Linked DNA regions of Mus musculus: all the other regions are linked to region 2. The links are chromatin contacts, called in public HiChIP or PLAC-seq maps. All regions are on one chromosome and are shown on one strand. The core of a region is the stretch at or near the end of the contact, and the rest is flanking DNA. Distances in the headings are between cores, read along the strand shown.

Region 1 (3,835 bases), core at 1,227-3,726, 390 kb after region 2:
AGAGCATATTGAAAGAAAAATTCAGAGAGAGCTCTAGGCTTTATTCTAAATTTTAACATTTTGATTATCATCATTGTGTATGATGGGGTGTGGGGTGGGTGGTGGAGGTCAGAAGCAACTCTGTGGAGTTAATCCTCTCCTTTCAACTTTACTTGGGTCTGGGACTCTCACAGGTCATTAGGCTTGTGTGGCAAGTACTTTTACCTGCTAAGCCATCGTGCCACATTAAAAAAAAAATTTTTTTTTGTGACCATGTCTCATGTAGCCCAAGTTGACTTCAAACTCACTGTGCCATCAAGGGTGAGGATGGCCTTCAATGCTATTCCTTCAGGCCTCAACCCCAAGTTCCGGGAACTACAGGCATGGGGTATGGGGGGCACCCCTTTTCTTTTTTAAAGAAAGGGAAGGAAAGCAACCTTCTACCTTTACACAGAGCCCATCTTCTGTGGGGAGGGGTGTGTGAGCCGGAGGAGCAGTGAGCAGGTCCTACAGCGGCGTCCCCTTTGCCCAGACACACATTCCTTGGAGATGGCTGGGTATCTTGGATCCTTCGCCAATCCCCAGTCTTTGGAGGCCTTTCACCCTTTCCTTGAATGGCACAGCTCAGACCGCCTGGGTATCTGCCTGTGACCTTTTCTCTATCTTTCTCTATCTCCAGGCGCTTCGGTTCTGACCTTCAATCACAAAAGCTTACCAAAACTTTGAAGGCCAACATCTGCGTTTTTTATCTTGTTGCTCACATGTGAGACTCATTGCCTAGCTTGAAGGCCTCTTAAGTTTTATAGCGTTAACTCTTCCATTTAAGTCCATGATCCACTTTTAATTTTTTTATTAATTTAATTTTATTAAGTTTATTTTCATTTCTTTATCTGTGGCTGATAAGACATGACGTAGTTATACAGCATGGGCTGGCTTTAAACTCAGGAGCCTTCTGTTCCAGGCCCTTGAGTCTTGGGCTCCCAGGCCCAGGCCCGGTGTTTGAGTTTATTTTCGTTATGGTTAGGGAGCAATCCAAATGTGTTTTCCCTGCAGGTGAACACTCAGTTGTATTAGCCCCAGTTACTGAAAACAAAGGGGTTTTTGTTGTGTTGTTTTGGAAACCAGGTCTCATGTAGTTCAGGCTGGCCTTGAACTCCCAATCCTGTATCCACCCCCAGAGGGCCGGGACTGCAGATATATAGTGTCAGGCTCTGTTCTCTCTGCGGAGAATTACCTTGGCCTCTTTGTCTAATCTTGGCTGACTGTAAATTAGCATTTGATCCTGGATTCTTGACTCTGCCATTCTAGTTAGTCCTCCCTGTGAGCAAGAGGATCAGGGTTTTCTTTGGGGCTTTCATTTAAAGATGGAGTCGGGGAGCACTGCTCCAGGGGAGGTGACCTGCTGGTTGGGAGAGAGGGGTATAGACTAGGGTGGACTAAGAAGATGGAATGAACAGGATGTCCCAGCTCTTCTCCCTGTTCTTATGAGAAGCAGGTGTTACATTCCTGTGCCATAAACCAGCCCTGTGTGTGTGTGTGTGTGTGTGTGTGTGTAGGGGGCAGGGCAGAGAAAGAATGTGTATGTCTCAGAGACGGGAAGTGGCCTCCCCACCCAGCCTTCTCCCCGCATAGTCTACCGGTTCTCTGGCCCTTAGCTTGCCTACTTCAGCATGTCACATTCTCCAGCTGCCCTGAGGAGCCTGCCAAGCCTCCACTTATACCGAGGCCAAAGGCTTTAGGGCTCAAAATAGCCAGGCCATGGAGGGCTGGAGAATGCACTTGGAGAGAAGTCGGGGCAGACACCCAGGCCCCCTTCTCTGCTTGGGATACACAGGGAAGGGAAGGGAGATAGAGACTGCCCAAGCAATGCAAACTTGGCTCAGGGCAGTGGGAAGGCGCCTGGGCGACTTGAGATAAGGTGCTAATTTCACAGACTCACCGCCCAGCCAGGGCCAGGGCGACTGTGGCCTCAGATCAGGAAGAAAAGCAGAAAGGCTGGCAGGCAGGAGGAAGTGGGTGTGGGCACCAGATGGGCTCCGGAGGGCAGAGCTAGAGTGACAGCCTCCCCGCACCCCCCTACACACACACTCAGAGACAGGCAGCTTTTCTGAGAGTCAAACACACTTTATTCCGGATAAGATGTCTGGACAGAAGGCCTTGGACAGGGTCCCCACAAAGAGCTCTGCTGCAGGCCTCTCTGCAAACAGAGCAAAGATCACGTAACCGGGCACAAAAGGACAGAGGGGTTCAGAACAAGGTCACCATGGGCCGGTCCTGCCTGGGCGAGTGTGGGGGTAGTTCTCATGAGCACCTGGGTGGGGGAGGGGAGGGGCCTTGCTGATTTAGTGTCACTTCCACAGGGAAGGCAGTGAGTGAATTGCAGGAGTCAGCACATGATTAGAAGGGTCTGAGATCCACAGTACATGAGGTAGCCGGCGAGGGCTTGGCAGGCCTGGGCAGCGCTCCCATACCTGCGCTGGCAGCCCAACAGTCACCTCCGCTTAGCAAATTGTAAATGACCTTCCCTGCCCAGGACACCACTCCTGAAACCTGGGGTCAGTGCGGGGCTTGGGGAGGGAGTCTCAGTGGGCAGATCAAGGCAGGCCTGCCAGCAGAACCAACCTTACTGACCACAGCCTCAGGACATCATGATCAGGGTGCAGAAGGGCTCAGAGATGGGCCAATTTTAACTTCTGCCTTGGGGTGTAGTGTTGGGCAAGGCCCATTCACCTACAGACTGGGTGGAGGGAACCTAAGATCCGGAAGCCCAGTGCTGCAAGTCGGTGAGACCCCCCCAGTCCCAGGGATGCTATGCTGCGCCAACAGGGCTCGAGGAGGGGGTGCTTAGGAGGGTGGTGGCTATCCTGGGACCTTTGGGATGGTCCAGGTGGGGCCAGCCTAATTTCCTGAATATTAACTGGAGAGGGCTGGGCAAGGGATGACCGCAGCATCTTCCTGACTGTCCCTGCTAGTGGAGTGGGATGTGTTTCATAAGCAGTGTCCCCCTGTAGGAGAGGACCAATTACCATCCTCCTCCAAGGTGTGACCAAGAACTCCTGGACTGAAGAGGGATCCCTTGCATCCTGAGGGCTCTGTGCCCCGATGTGGCTGTGCAGGTTGGCTCACCAGCAGGGGGTGGAACAGGGCTGTCTGTCTGGGGGGCCAAGGGGCCTAGCCGGTGCCGTGGGGATGGGTGAGTATCAGGCACAGTCATTCAGCATTCAATCCAAAGTTTTGGGGTAGAGAGACCGAGGCAAGGCCAGCACTACCTAAGTGAGTCACAGCAGGGACAAGGGGTTGCAGGGCGACACAAAGGCCCAGGCATCCAGGGATCACAACCAGCAGGCAAGAGAGACACAGCTGATCACTGTGGAGACGGGCAGGGGAGCTGCTCTGGGCATGCGCCCTGCCTCAGACTCACTCATCAAACTTCCCTTCCCGAATGTGCTCAAAGGAGAAGGGGAGGAACTTGAAGCCAGTCCCAGTGTAGAATTTGTTCTGGAACTCCACCCTGCAACGCAGAAGAGCACAGCTGTCATTTCACAGGGAAAATGGAACAGGGCTGAGTGTGGTGGCCCACACTTCAACCGTGGGGGACAGAGGCAGGTGGATTGGTGGCCAGCCAGGGTGACATTGTGAGACCCCGTCAAAAATAAAAATAAAATAAAATAAGGAGGTTAAATGGCTCCGTGGTTAGAGTACGGGCTGCTCTTGCAGAGGACCTGGGTTTCCAGCACCCACATGACTGCTCACAACTGCCTGTAACTCCAGCTCCTAGAGACCTGACACCCTCATCTAGTCTCCATGCCCCCACTCAGACACATAAATAAAACAATAGGGGGCTGCAGAGATGGCT
Region 2 (3,391 bases), core at 813-3,312:
ACTTTTCAAGATAGGGTCTCTCTCTCACTCACTAACCGAGAGCTGTTCAGTAGGGCTGGGTGGCTCACCAGCAAACCCCACGGCTGTGCTTGGATACAAGCATATGCCACTGTGCTATTTTCTTTAAAGATTTATTTATGTATTTTATGTATGTGAACACACTGTAGCTGTACAGATGGTTGTTGGGGATTGAATTTTAGGACCTCTGCTCACTCCGGTTAACTCTGCTTGCTCAGTCCCTGCTCACTCCAGCACAAAGCTTCATTTATTATACATAAGTACACTGTAGCTGTCTTCAGACGCACCAGAAAAGGGTGTCAGATCTCATTACCGGTGGTTGTGAGCCACCATGTGGTTGCTAGGGTTTGAACTCAGGACCCTCAGAAGAGCAGTCACTGCTCTTACCCGCTGAGCCATCTTGGCAGCCCACTGTGCTATTTTTTTTTGTTTTGTTATCTCAGTTTTTTTTTTTAATTTTTAAAAAAGATTTATTTATTTATTATATGTAAGTACGCTGTAGCTGTCTTCAAACACACCAGAAGAGGGAGTCATATCTTTTTACAGATGGTTGTGAGCCACCATGTGGTTGCTGGGATTTGAACTCAGGACCTTCGGTAGAGCAATCAGTGCTCTTAACCACTGAGCCATCTCACCAGCCTGGTTATCTCAGTTCTTAAGTACTGAATTTCTCCTCGTGCTTTTTTTTTTTTTTTTTAAAGATTTGTTTATTTTATGTATGTGAGTACACTGTTGCTTTTCTCAGGCACATCAGAAGAGGGCATCGGATCCCATTACATGTGGTTGCTGGGAATTGAACTCAGGACCTCTGGAAGAGCATTTAGTGCTCTTAACCACTGAGCCATCTCTCCAGCCCCTCTTCTCATACTCTTAAGGTAAGCAGTTTATAGACTGAGCTAGCTCTCTAGCCTTCCCTCTAGGTATCTTTGTGAAGAAGTGTAATATCCCTACATAGTAAGTGAAGGGATTAGACTGTCAACTTTAGAAAAGCTAATGTTTGGTCCAGTGCAACATGTCTGAAGAAACTAGGATCTGAAACCAGGCAGGTTGGCTCTTCAATATTGCTTTTTCCTTATTTGGCTCCAAATCGCTCCCTTTTTTTATTGTATCTGGGAGATAAATGGAAGTTTTCCGTGCCAGAAGACTAACAAGGGGAGGCAGAGCTGCTGAGGACAAGCTGCATTGGATCCCTCCTCGAAGGTGGCTGCCCACTGTGCTTCCTCCTGAGGCCTCACTGGCTGTTGGCAGGCAGACTTCACAGCTCAACCTAGCCTATCTGAGGTGGCCTCAGTCAGAGGCACTTAGAAAGACCACCTGTCCCAGAGAGGACCAATGGTCAGGTTGACATGGCATTCTGAGGGGAGGAGTTTTTGGCTGGGAAGTACCTCAGAGTATTCCCTTTGCTGTTTAGAATAGCCAGAAACCTTTGATGCTTACAGCTCTCTACAACCCTGAAGCATACATCCACATAAAGAAAGATCAAGGCCGGGCAGTGGTGGCGCACACCTTTAATCCCAGCACTTGGGAGGCACAGGCAGGCAGATTTCTGAGTTCGAGGCCAGCCTGGTCTCCAGAGTGAGTTCCAGGACAGCCAGGGCTAAACAGAGAAACCCCGTCTCGAAAAACCAAAAAGAATGATCAAGGTCCTTACTTTAGGTGTCAGAGTCCTGGTTTTGACAATAGGTAAATGACAAGATCCACAGACCAAGGTACCCTAAGCGCTCTACTTCTCTTCCACCCTTAGCAGGCTTGAGCCGAGCAGGTCTAAGCCTAGAACACTGTGTTCCCGCCCCTCCCCACATGCGACAAATGCTCCCCTGCTCCCGTACTTACAGTTTGCAGGGTCACAGACATGGCTCTCACGTCTGGCAGAAGCTGGGGCTTCAGAGCAGGGTTGGCAGTGAAGAGTTCTGAAGGACTAAACTCTTTGACCCCTCAGAGGTGGCTCTGGTCTCCTCAGCCTCCAGCAGCGTCTGAAACACACTTCCACTGCTGTTGCTTGCTTGCCGGCCTCACTTCCACTTTCATTTCTGTGAATTCTGCTTCTGAGCATACAGCCCCACCCTTGGGCGGAGCCTTCCAAGTCATCAAATCTAACTACCCAGTCAGGCATGTGCTCCTGGGACCGCAAAGGGAAGACTTTCCCAGGCAGCCAGTTCTAGCATAAACCATGGTAGGATTTTTAAGACTTCCAGACAGACAGGCTCTCAGTACTGCAGCTCTAGCTGGCTTCACACCCTTGAGATCTGTCTGCTTTTGCCTCCAAAAAGCTGTGATTAAAGAACTGTGAGTCACCCTGGAGGCAGAGGCAGGCGGATTTCTGAGTTCGAGGCCAACCTGGTCTACAAAGTGAGTTCCAGGACAGCCAGGGCTATGCAGAGAAACTGTCTCCAAAAAACCAAAAAAAAAAAACAAAACAAAAAAAACCTGTGAGTCAAGTGGCGGCGGCACATCTTTGATGCCAGCGTTCAAAGAGGCAGGTGGATCTCTGTGACCAGTCAAGCCTAGTCTACAGAGTGATTTTTCAGGGCAGCCACAGGTACACAGAGAAATCCTACCTCCAAAACCCAAAATATAAAGGGTTCAGCTGTTGAGTACCAGAGGACCCAGGTTCAACTCCCAGTATCCACATGGCTATTGGTAACCTTTTTCTTTTAAAAAAGATTTATTTATTATGTGTAAGTACACTGTAGCTGTCATCAGACACTCCAGACCAGGGAGTCAGATCACATTGCAGATGGTTTCGAGTCACCACGTGGTTGCTGGGAATTGTACTCAGGACCTTCGGAAGAGCAGTCAGTGCTTTTTGTTGGTTTTATTGTTTCCGAGACAGGGGTTTTATCTGTGTAGCCTTGGCTGTCCTGTAACCATGCTGTCTTGTAGACCAGGCTGGCCTGGAACTCCGAAACTCGCCTGCCTCTGCCTCCCAAGTGCTGGGATTAATGGCGTTGAGCCACCACTGTCTGGCGCAGTCAGTGCTTTTATCCACTGAGCCATCTCACCAGCCCAACTAAAAAGCCCTTTTATTTATTTATTTATTTATTTTTTATTTATTTTTTTTTTTTTAAGATTTATTTATTATTTATTATATGTAAGTACACTGTAGCTGTCTTCAGACACACCAGAAGAGGGCATCAGATCTCATTAAGGATGGTTGTGAGCCACCATGTGGTTGCTGGGATTTGAACTCTGGACCTTTGGAAGAGCAGTCGGGTGCTCTTACCCACTGAGCCATCTCACCAGCCCCCTTTTATTTATATGAGCACTCAGTAGCCGTCCTCAGAAACACACCAGAGTTGTGAATCAGATTCTAATTACAGATAGTTGTGAGCCACCATGTGGTTGCTGGGATTTGAACTCAGAGCCTCTGAAA
Region 3 (3,469 bases), core at 650-3,149, 330 kb after region 2:
CTGAAAGGTAGTTTTGGGCATACAATCATAAATTGCATATTAGCTGGGCAATGGCGGAGCACACCTTTAACCTCGCCATTTAGGAGGCAGAGGCAGGTGGATCTCTGTTTGAGGCCAGCCTGGTCTACAAAGTGAGTTCCAGGACAGCCAAGGCTAAGTAGAGAAACTTTCTCAAAATAAATAAATATTCATATTTAACAAAAAGATCACGTCAAGGCTGTGGATGTGATGCATAGCTCAGCAATCTAAGTTTGTCTAGTATGTGATGTTTAGCACATTCCTAGAACCTGCCAAATAAACAGTACTGATACAGCCGTGGAGCTTGGAGGTGTGTTATCAGACATTTCTACAGTGAGAGGCCTGAGTGCTGACAATAAGGTAACGAGATACATCAACATAGCCTTCCTTCTCCATTGCGCATTGGTTTTGCTAAGTGAAGTTTGAAATATCTTTGATTTCAGAGTTTTGTTTTGAGTCTGAAGAAGTAGATAAAATATCATAAACCCATGGTACTTACTTCTAGGGTTAGTCAGAGGTTTACAAAGATAACACAGAAAGTATTTAAATGGCCTGCAACAAAGCACTAGCTAGACTGCGTCCTTAGCGTTCCAGTTAGCTCCTGGAGCCATGGCTATCTTACTCAGCACTCGAACATCTCTGACCTAGTTTCATCTGTAGAAAAACCACAGGGCCTGTGCCCACCCACAGAGTTGAGAGCCCTTCAGGGGAACAGCAAATGACCTGGGAGAATCCGCTGGCCCAGTTGTTGCCAGCTCCTCCGCCATGCTCCGACAGGTAGATGTTCTCTGGGTTGTAGAGCTTAGCATAGGAGGAGTTTAGGATGGAATGGATCACCCGGGGCTCCAGGTCCAGCAGCACAGCCCGGGGGATGTAGTGCTCATCATCTGCCTGTCAGAGGGAAGCCAGGATGGGTCAAGTCCTGAAGCCTCCCAACTCTGGCTCCTGCAGGCTCTCCCTCAAGATAGCCACTCTGTTCCCATCCATCCACTCAGAGTTTCCCAGCACCAGATCGCGCTGCCAGTCCCGCCAGGGTCCTGGTCAAGTCACTTGGGGGAGCACCTGGTAGAAAAAGACGTCCTTTCGGTCAGTGCCCTCCGTGGCGAACTCTTCTACGATGCCCTCGGGACTGATGCCATGCTCGGCACATAGCTGTTTCCAGAACTCGAACCCAACTAAGAGAGGGAGGCGGAAGGTGAAGAAAAAAGATACGTGAGTCTGGGTAGGTTCCAAATAGCCAGTGGGGGATTTGAACGCCTGGGTCTAGGGATCTAGATTAGCCTTGGGACTCCCTAGTGTCTAGGCCAATGACTGGACAGGGGAAGGTCCATTGGCTTTAGGCAGTTGGGCACAGGGTTGGGAATCGCCTTTGTGGGGGAGAACTAGGATTCTGCAGACAGACCGAAGCTATGACCTTATTGCGAGGGCCTCTTGCACCTAAGGAACCTGGGAGGCAGAGGGTCTGGGAGGTTCGCTCACTCTGATTGCCGCACTGGCCCAACTGTAGGGTGATGATTTCTCTCGGCATCGCTCCTCAGACATCGGCGTTGCAGTCTCTCCCGCCAGCAACACCGCCGACCGCTAGCGCGCTCGCCGGCAAGACGCAGGCGCCAGACAATGCGCTCCACCCCTAATCGTTCTCCGCTCCAATGGGAGCTGGGTTCTGCAGATGAAATTTCCTCCTTCATCGGGCTTCAGTCGTGCGAGTTGCGCGTGCGCGGCTCCGAATCGCGCTCAGCGCCGGGAACGCATTTCGACGCAGTGTTCTCTTCCGTCTGATGAATGCGCACCGGAGCGTCTGCGCATGCGCGCGTGGGCGTTCCGGCACTTGCCCCGCCCCGCCCCTTCTCCGCCCGGCCGCAGCCAAATCGTGCTTCTGCGCAGTCGGTGTTATTGTGACTCCCGGGCCGTGGCCCCGGATGTTGTGGCTGCTGAAGGGGAGATGGAGGAGGCTGAAGGGGTGGCCGCGGCCCCGGGTCCAGCTTCGGGGTTGGCTTTCAGGGGCCGCCGAGCTATGTCCGGCTCCTGGGAGCGCGACCAGCAGGTTGAGGCGGCGCAGCGGACCCTGGTGGAGGTGCTGGGCCCTTACGAGCCTCTGCTGAGCCGGGTGCAGGCAGCCCTGGTGTGGGAGCGGCCGGCCAGGAGCGCCCTGTGGTGCCTGGGGCTGAACGCGGCGTTCTGGTGAGACACCCGGACCCTCACTGACCCTACTAGGCGGGAATTCCTCAGGTTGTTCTGGGGGGGGGGGTGTCGATCTCTCACCTGCCCTGTCCTGCCTTCTTTCGTCGCCCTGGCTGCTTCTGATACTTGCCTGATAATGCTTCACTTTCCCCAGCATCCCGCCTGCCTCCAGGCTTTGGCACCCCGGGTGCTCGCAGGGCCTTCCTGGTCTTCTCCACTTGCCCCCACGACTCGCCAGAGAATCTGGTACCATCCCGTGTCGCTCGCAGTAAGCCGGGGTGCCTCTTGTTAGCGAGAGAAAGTGATTTCACTTCGAGACCATTTCCTCCGTTTCTCTTGCTTGCCCCAGGGTGGTGGTTCCGAGAGGTTTTAACTTAACGATGATGGGAGGAGAGGCAGAAGGGTATCCCTGGGTGTGAGGAGGAAAACAAGCTTGAGCCGGTTATCATGGATTATTAGCATGTTAGATACCGTCTCACCCAGTCAAGTTGGTGAAGTTTGTGTGGAGTTTCAGCTTGAAAGAAAAGTAGATGTATTAAGAAGGAAAAAATTAAAAAACAGTGGTGATCTTTCATCTGTTTCAGAGCCACTTAGGATTGCAACGCTTCCCCCCAAAAATTAGACCTTAGCTGTGGTTCAAGGAGTTTGAGGCTGTCTGAGAGCCGTTGAGTTCTCTTTCACTGGACAAGTGGCTTTATATTAAAGTGTGTGTTTCATTCTCTGGAAAAAATGAGAGCACCTAGGAGGAGTTTGGGCTTCATCGAGTCTACCAACCATGGTTTGGGTTTATTAATAACCATAGTACTGATCAAATTCCAAGGGAACTGACATATCACTGAGGCTTCTACAACCAGAAGAGATGAGACTCTTTGAATAAGCCTGTGTGTGTGTATGTGTATAGGGGTGTGGTCCTGAGATGGGGTGGTCGTGAGGAGTTGTGGGTACTTGTAGAGGCTAGAAGCATCAGATCCCCCTGGAGCTGGAGATAGGTGGGGGTTGCTGGGAACTGAACTTCTCTGGGAGAGCAGTATGTGCTCTTAGCCACCGAACCATCTCTCTAGCTCTGGAACACATTTCAAAGCTGCAACAGATTTGCTGGTCCTCAACAGTGTATTCTTTTTTGGCTCCAAATATCCTCTCCACAGAGCAGGCCTTGAACTTCTGACCTTCCTGCTCCCAGCTCCCGAGGATTGGGGCTATTGACACTGGCCACCATGCTGTACCATAGTGTTTACTTAGGCTAAGTCTGCGTTTAGAATCTTTCTCAGAA

What was found. HiChIP or PLAC-seq counts read pairs in DNA pulled down with a chosen protein or histone mark.
Region 1: an HNF4G HiChIP or PLAC-seq map of pancreatic cancer cells shows a contact between it and region 2. The contact joins the enhancer-like site here to the promoter of Ifi35 in region 2. A contact is called at or near these places in 2 of 39 promoter capture datasets (hippocampal neurons and liver), 1 of 115 datasets of contacts at active chromatin or transcription factors (pancreatic cancer cells) and 1 of 9 other capture datasets (pancreatic islet).
Region 3: a FOXA1 HiChIP or PLAC-seq map of pancreatic cancer cells shows a contact between it and region 2. The contact joins the promoter of Retreg3 here to the promoter of Ifi35 in region 2. A contact is called at or near these places in 3 of 39 promoter capture datasets (the C10 cell line, cranial neural crest and liver), 5 of 115 datasets of contacts at active chromatin or transcription factors (effector CD8 T cells, embryonic stem cells, extraembryonic endoderm stem cells and 2 more) and 2 of 9 other capture datasets (adipose tissue and embryonic stem cells).

Annotation. Positions count from the first base shown.
Region 1 is chr11:101,061,967-101,065,801 of GRCm38.p6, reverse strand. Atp6v0a1 (ATPase, H+ transporting, lysosomal V0 subunit A1) reads right to left here. Exons shown (of 22, transcript NM_016920.4): 22 at 2,083-3,490. The coding sequence ends at 3,397. Among named protein-coding and RNA genes, the nearest start is that of Naglu, 6.2 kb to the left of the region's middle. Within about 2 kb of position 2,476, at least 213 of the 459 cell types and tissues checked have an H3K27ac peak or open chromatin away from gene starts, as enhancers often do. A contact at or near this core is called in hippocampal neurons, liver and pancreatic cancer cells, where this site is marked.
Region 2 is chr11:101,447,083-101,450,473 of GRCm38.p6, reverse strand. It overlaps Ifi35 (interferon-induced protein 35), which reads right to left and starts at 2,062. Exons shown (of 7, transcript NM_027320.4): 1 at 1,852-2,062. The coding sequence starts at 1,872.
Region 3 is chr11:101,118,271-101,121,739 of GRCm38.p6, reverse strand. It overlaps Retreg3 (reticulophagy regulator family member 3), which reads left to right and starts at 1,899. Exons shown (of 9, transcript NM_026501.3): 1 at 1,899-2,199. The coding sequence starts at 1,961. It overlaps Tubg1 (tubulin, gamma 1), which reads right to left and starts at 1,623. Exons shown (of 11, transcript NM_134024.3): 1 at 1,498-1,623; 2 at 1,081-1,193; 3 at 742-909. The coding sequence starts at 1,546.